Linked DNA regions of Gossypium arboreum: region 2 is linked to region 1. A link is a contact called in public Hi-C data. All regions are on one chromosome and are shown on one strand. The core of a region is the stretch at or near the end of the contact, and the rest is flanking DNA. Distances in the headings are between cores, read along the strand shown. Region 1 holds the start of LOC108451218 (long-chain-alcohol oxidase FAO2). Region 2 holds the start of LOC108474136 (piriformospora indica-insensitive protein 2).

What was found. Hi-C and Micro-C count contacts between places; a contact is called where the count stands out from the background.
Region 2: a contact with region 1 is called in a Hi-C map of leaf, with 7 times the contacts expected there. The contact joins the promoter of LOC108474136 here to the promoter of LOC108451218 in region 1. A contact is called at or near these places in 3 of 5 Hi-C or Micro-C datasets (all in leaf).

What each region holds. Positions count from the first base shown.
Region 1 is chr7:63,483,797-63,487,531 of ASM2569848v2, forward strand. LOC108451218 (long-chain-alcohol oxidase FAO2) reads right to left here and starts at 1,626. Exons shown (of 3, transcript XM_017748939.2): 1 at 1,155-1,626; 2 at 767-1,045. The coding sequence starts at 1,376. It overlaps LOC128295245 (a long non-coding RNA gene), which reads left to right and starts at 3,626. Exons shown (of 2, transcript XR_008285590.1): 1 at 3,626-3,735.
Region 2 is chr7:63,802,154-63,805,888 of ASM2569848v2, forward strand. LOC108474136 (piriformospora indica-insensitive protein 2) reads left to right here and starts at 2,126. Exons shown (of 1, transcript XM_017776060.2): 1 at 2,126-3,735. The coding sequence starts at 2,237. The coding sequence ends at 3,619.

The sequences.
Region 1 (3,735 bases), core at 376-2,875:
TAGTTTTTTGACATACAGAATGAATTACGAGAATTACTACTTCCATCAGTCTTTTTCATTTCTTTCTTTATTTGAGCAAATAGTATTTTCAGTTTTGATTCTTGAACCCATTTTAAGGCATATATTAGCCAATCTGGATTAATAAAAACAATTTAGTAATTATTAAATGCGTTCTGTAAAGGAGAGGATAATATTACATTATATTATATTGGGTAAATTGGGTAGATTACTCAATTAGTCACTAAATTATAGATAAGTTTTCATTTTAGTCACTTAACTAAAAAGTTATGTTTTGATCATTAAATTATTTAAAATTTTCATTTAAGTCATTAGACTATTAAAATCGATATTATATATATATATTTTACTACATACACCGATCTAAAGCTCCCTTTCATTTTTCTTCTACAGTTTAGTTATTTTTAATAAATAATTTTAGATGACACGAATCTGCAAACTAAAGTTCAAATAAATTTTTTCTATTTTTGATATTGACCGTTAAATTGATTTGGACTTAAGATTTATATTCTTTTATTCGTTAATAGTATACTGATTCATCGTACTAATGATTAAATCATCACTTGAAGTTTACTAATGAAATTTTAAAAGAAAAACTTAATAATTTAGTGATTTATATAAAACTTTTAATAGTTTAATGATTTGAATGAATTTTTTAAATAATTTACTGATAAATTGTAAGTTTTTTAGTTAGAAGATAGGAGGAAGATGGATGAGGAAAAATTAATAGAAAAGGTAAAGAGTTTACCATGGAGAAAAAGATGAACAAGCAGTAAGTTTTGATCAATGCAAAAACAGCTCTAAGAGGTAAGCGATGATGGCCATTGCTTGACCATTTCATTAGTATTTTTTCTCTTCTCTCCACTGGCAGTTCCGAAAACTTGTGAATGAATGGCCATTTCCAGTCACAGCAATCCCACCCGCAAAGCAACAATGCGCCCAATCTAAACGATATAACTGCCAATACTACTTTCACAAACGAGAGTACCCTGGGTTCAACCACCCTCTTCACCATCATCTCTGCTACCTGTTTATTTTAAAACAATTCCCCATTACCAAGTATATGCACGTAGAAAACTGTTCAATTAGCTAATTACAACAAGAGTTGAAGGAATGAAGATTGGGATTTTGATTACCTCATCAGGAAGTGGAGGCTCAGCCCCAGAAGCTTTGTAGAAAGCATCAAGGGAAGAAGCCTGGTGGGCTGAATCAAGTGGGAGAGGAGGGATTAAAGCTTCACAGGTGGCAGCAAGTGATCGGATTTGAGCTGAAGAGAAACCATGGGTGTATGTAGTTTTTCTCCTACCCCCTCTCAGCAAAGGATGAGCATCACCGGTTTCATGGTTTCCGATTTCCATGGTGTTCTTTCTTAGCTAATCTTTTGCTTTGCTTCGCTGCTTTACGCAACCTTGAATGGTTTTTATAAAATAGGCCAGTAATCTACCCGTGCTCGATTCCCTGTTGGGTCATCATCAGAAAGAAGGCCGATTGAAAGAGGTCGTTTGTATTGTCTAAAATAAGAAAGAGGTCGGTTGTCTCACATGCGGTATGGGTGTTATCTAATCCTTCATTGACCTTTTCGTCTCATTTGTGGGGGTGTTTCTTTTCTATAAATAATTTTGTTGGAGGCTCAAATGATGTGATATTTTAAAAATGCAATTAATTTATTATCTAACTCTGGTTAAACAGTTTGGTTATGCTTTTATGATTGGGACCCAAGTGCAGTTTATTTTTATTATATGACACCGACAAGACAACAATCCTATATTTATCAAAAGGTAATAACTGAACTAGCGGCGCTTCTTGCTTATGATAGGCATTTACTAATAAAACCTTTTAAGTCAATAGCAAAATATTTTTATTGCTAGGCTTTCGTCTAATAAAGATTGGGAACAATATATACTCTTTTAGTTTTAAAAATTATAGAAAATTTACTAACTTTTAAATTTTATTTTTCATACTAATATTTGGTAAAATAAATTATACATTAATAATAATTTATAAAATTTAATAAATTTAAAATAAATTTATTAAGACCAACCAATTTTGGTACTCTTTCGTGTTTTTTGGTACTTTCTCATAATTTTTGGTATTTTTTATTTTTTATATTTTCTCATTTTTTTTAGCACTTCCTCATAGTTTTTTATATTTTCTCATATTTTTTTTGTACTCCTTCATGGTTTTTAGGTAGAAAACTTGATGAGATCTTGGCAATTGGGAGGAGAGATTTAAGAAAGAAAGCTTAGGCTTTGTTGATAAGGGTAAATATGTAATGCCAAGTCCTACCGTCTTTGTTAAAACATCTAGTCCAAAGGAAGTTGGTGAAAGCTCTAAGCCAATGCTATTCAAGACATTCAAGAAGATTGTTCATAAGGTGATTTGTCATTATTGAGGTGTTTTTGGTCATGTAAGACCTCATTGTTTTAAGATGTTGCATGATCTAACATGGAGGAATGCAGTGTGTAAGGAAGTGCCCACTCCTAGTGTGACAACCCTAAATTGACCCTAGTCGAAAAGTGGTTTCAGGATCGCTAAACCGAGTCATAAAAATAATTAACCGTCATAGTTGATGCTCATTATATGTACATATGCATGTGTGAAAATTTCATGTTTGGATTTTGTTAATGTAAGTGAATTTTATCAAATAGGACTTGTGTGAGAAAATTAGAAATGTGCTAGGCAAATGTAAAGTGGTCTATTAATGCATGTGGTGAAAATGATGGGTTTGCATGTCAATTTACCTAAAATTTAAGCATGGTGGCCGGCCATGCTATGAGTGGAAACATGTTGCAAACATGTTGGGTTAGTGGTTATGTTAGAAAGAATAAAATAATGAAAAAAAAAGAATATGATGAAAACAAAGGAAAAAAAAAGTGTCCATCCTTTCACATTTTTCTTCCTTGGCCGAATGTTCTAAGAAGAAGGGGGGGAGAGCTTGAGAAAATCAGCTATGGTAGTTTGCTAGACTAAGGTATGTTTGATGTTGTCCATGAGATTCATGCATGTTTTTAGTTGTTAGTTTGAGTTCTACCTAGCCCATGGTTTAAATCTTTGCTATGGGATGGAGATGATATTCGGCCATGGGTGTTGTCTTCTTGGTTGATGTTTGATGTTGTGGTGATGAGGCATGAAGATGAGTTAAGTTTCGGCTAAAGTGGATTTGTGTTGATGCCATTTGCATGCTAAGTGTGAAGCTTTGTAATGATACATGTGTATGGTGCTTTTGATGTTGTGAATGGAAGTAGTGGAAAAGTAAAAGAAAATTTATGTAGAAATGTGGTATATGTGGATTTGTAGGATGTTATAAATATATGTGAAGCCATGCTAGATTAGGAAGAATTCGGTCAAGTGTTCATGAGATGAAATTTTGTGTTTAGGTGAATTAAAGATGATAGTATAGTTGATATCATGTATATATGTATGCATATTCGCCATCAAATTAAGAGCATAGGTGATGTTGAGTCTAAGCTTTGTACATTCGCCATATATATATATATATATATGCATGTGTGATTGAATTATTGATAGTAGGCGATAGCATATGGTTATTAGTCGAATAGCTCAAAAACATATGGTAGGAAGATAAGAATTAGTCATGTATCTCCTATGATATGAAATCATTAATATTTTGATATAAATATTTAGCAAGACGGTTAAACTAGTTAATTTGTTGATTAAGCTCAAGAAGTTAAAGGAGGAGAATCAAGCAAAGGCAAA
Region 2 (3,735 bases), core at 876-3,375, 320 kb after region 1:
AATCCCACACCGGGCTACATGGCTACTTCAGCTGCAAATGATGATCTGGGGTTGTACTAGGCAGTAGGATGATTTTTTTTCCACAACGTTATTCAAATTTAAATTATTTTTAGAAAAGAAGTTCATTACATTAGGAAAAATATGGGAATTAATTTTAATAAATAAGAAATAATTGAGTGTGAGAGTCAAATGAATCGAAAGATTCATGTTTAGTTTGGGAAGGAATCATAAAATTTTTTTAAATAAAAAATGAATGGAAAGATAATCTACTTTCATTAAGTGATTTATTGGATAATAAAAATGAGAGGATCTTGAATACTATTCGAAATTTAGAAGAACTATGCAAGAGGCTATTGAACGGTTGAAAGAGGCTTGACCTGCTTACGAAAAGTAGAAATGGAGGCGGATCAGTTTCGAGTGAATGTATATTTTGAGATAGAATGGGAAAATTTGAATTTGATTAATTCAACTTATAAGATTTTGGAACAATTAGAAATTAAAAAAATAAAACTATTTATTTTGAACAACAAAGAGCAATTAATCAAGTCCTACAACGGGTTTTTCAACAAGCTTTACAAAGAGCTCTATGAACTCTGAATAGTTTTTTAAACGAGTTACATTTATGCACCTATGGTACTAATATTGACTTATTTGAGGTGATGAAAAAAACAACTGATAAACTTTTTTTTTTTTACTTTTACTTTCTTGAAGCAGAATTCTTATTTATTTGCTGGAAATAATACATAATCGCAATTGTATTCTTTTGAGTTTTATTTAGTTATAAATATATATATATATATATATATATAGTAAGGCTTAAGCCTCTTTTCTGTACCCAAAAGAAATTATTAAAGAAATGGGATTGAATTTTAATTTTTAGTGAAAATATAATATATTTTTATTTTCTTTTCCGCCATAATAAAAGATTAAATTAAAACTAACCAAAATTTGAGTAAAAATACAAACCATTAAACATCTAAATCTAAAGAACAATTTCTTAAAGAAGAAATAAAAATGTAAAATTTACACCTCAATACAAAGCAAAAAGAAGAGTAAAAACAAAATAACAAGGGAAATAAAAAATAAAAGGTAGCAACAACTATGAATATTCGTGACAAACACTGAAATGCTACTTCAAATAATTCTCGTCTTCCTGCTCAATTCAATTTTATCAGATTTTTTCTTCTCTAAATGCTCTCAGATGGGATTGGAATTCGACTTAAAGTGGTAGATAAAATTGAATCAACAAAGAATCTGAAAGGCATAAAATTGAAAAGCACTTCTGTTCAAAGGCATTTCTACATTTTATATTCATTTATTTTACCTTTAAATAAATCTATTTCAACCATGTTTACTCCCAACTTTATTCAAATATTTGAGAGAAGAAGCCCATTTTCACTTACGGCCTCAAAACACCTTTGGTGAATATTTGGTCGTAATTTTGTTATTAAAACAGCAGGTTAGAACTTAAAATAAAAAATTACTGTTGACTTACCTGGAAATTGGGGACTTCGCATGCACGGCCATTTCCGGAAAGGATCCCCTTCCGTACAAAAGACACGAGTCCTTGTCTTAAGCCACTGTAATATGGACACGTAGCACCATGCATGCCTCGTTCCCTTTGTCAGTTAAATGTCGCTTTCACGAAACATGTTTTGAGACAGTAAGTCGGCGGCTGCGGCGCTTCACTATTGGCTTCCCCCGGCTACCTTTGCTCCGCAGGTTTTTCTGTCGGCTATCCTTTTTCACCATTACCGGAGTTAAAACCAAAGCTCTCCAACCGATCGACGCTTTCATTAACGCCACTGCAGGGCTGGAATGGAACTCATATACCCAAAGAAAAAGATGCTCTTGTTTTGCATTTCGATCCAACACTTGAAAAGTTGCATTTACTACCATTAAGGATTTATCTTTTTGTTTACTTGAGCATAATTGGGGTTAAAATTTTACAAAAGGTAAAAAGAAGAAATTTTGAAGTTAGGTTGGTCAGAGATTCAGAGGGTCAGAGCTAGGTTGTTTTGGGTGTTGGCAGAGCCAGTCTACAGTCTACACACTACAGTCCAAGACCAAGGGGGCCAAGTCCTCCACAATATATGCAATGGCAAGTGCCAATAAACCAAAAAACAAAATCCCCTTCTTTTCGCTTCCATCCCAACCAACCTAACATCCCCCCCCCCCCCAAACAACACTGCTTGGTTTTCTATCTCTTTTATCTTCCACTCCCAGTGAGAAAACCATGACTGTTGTTTCTATTTTCAAGCTGGCTCTTTTCTTCACGCTTACATCCACTCTAGTTACTATTTCATTGCAGCAGGAGCAACCTCTCCTCCTCAACTCGGCTGAGCAGGACTCAGTTTACCAAGTTCTCTCCTCCATCAACTCAGCCACCAATTGGCGGACTCTCTTCCCTGACGACCTCTGCTCTTACCCTCCTCACGGTGTTGTTTGTGATTATTTCACCGACCCAACAACGAAGAACGTTACGGTCCATGTCACGGAACTGAGTTTCGGGTACGTTTCCGATTTTACACCAAACCCATCTTGCTCTCCAAACTCCACTTTCAGCCCTCTCCTCTTCACTTCCTTCAAACATCTACGCAAGCTTTTCTTCTACCAATGCTTCACCCAAACCCAAGCTTTTGTCCCCGATATCCCCACAACTTTCGGCTCCTCTCTTGAAGAGCTTGTGTTTATAAACAACCGAGCTTTTGTTGGTCCTCTCAGTAGCATCACCGGAAATTTCACAAGTTTGAGGAGGTTGGTTTTGTCCGGAAATGGAATTCATGGAGCTATCCCAAATGCAATCGGTGATTTGGCTAACATTGAAGAGATAACACTGTCGAGAAACAAGCTTAGTGGAAAGGTTTCTGTTAATCTGTCTAAGCTAAAGAAGCTGAAAATTCTCGACTTGAGCGGCAATGGATTCCATGGAAATGTGCCTTCTTCTGTAGGTAATCTTACTCACCTTTTGAAGCTGGACTTGAGTTCAAATGGGTTTTCTGGTAAAATCCCAGAGAGCTTGAGCAACTTACAAGCTCTGGATTTCTTGGATTTGAGTTTTAACCGTTTTGGAAACTTTGGGGTTCCTTTGTTTCTTGCTGCAATGACCAGATTGAAGGAGGTGCATTTGAGTGGGAATTTACTAGGAGGGGAGATTCCTGAAATTTGGGGCAATATAGGGGGTATTTTGGGGATAGGATTTTCAAACATGGGATTGGTTGGTGAAATCCCAGCTTCCATGGGGTTGCATTTGAGGAACTTGTGCTATCTAGGCCTTGATAACAACAAGCTTAACGGGAAAGTACCTGAGGAGTTTGGGTTTCTGGAGTTTGTGAATGAAATCAATTTGGAAAACAACAATCTAAGTGGAAGACTTCCCTTTTCTGCTAACTTCACTGCTAAATTTGGTGAAAAGTTAAGGTTAAAAGGCAATCCAGAACTGTGCGTTGATGAGAAATTGAGCCATCGTGAAAGCGTTGGCGAACTGAAGAAATGCAGCAAGCCGGACATTCCCAATCCAGTCCTCTTCATTGGGGTTTCTCATTCTGGGCTGTTATCATCTTCATCATCTTTCCTTGTTTTTTTGCTGTTTTGGGGTCTCTGGATACTTTTGGCTTGATTGATTATCATCAAAGCGCATGGAAAAAAGATACTAATAGTTCTTACAGAAACAACAAGTTAATACTGGCTAAAACTAATAGAAATATTTGGCAAGTTTAATTTAGTAGTAGCACT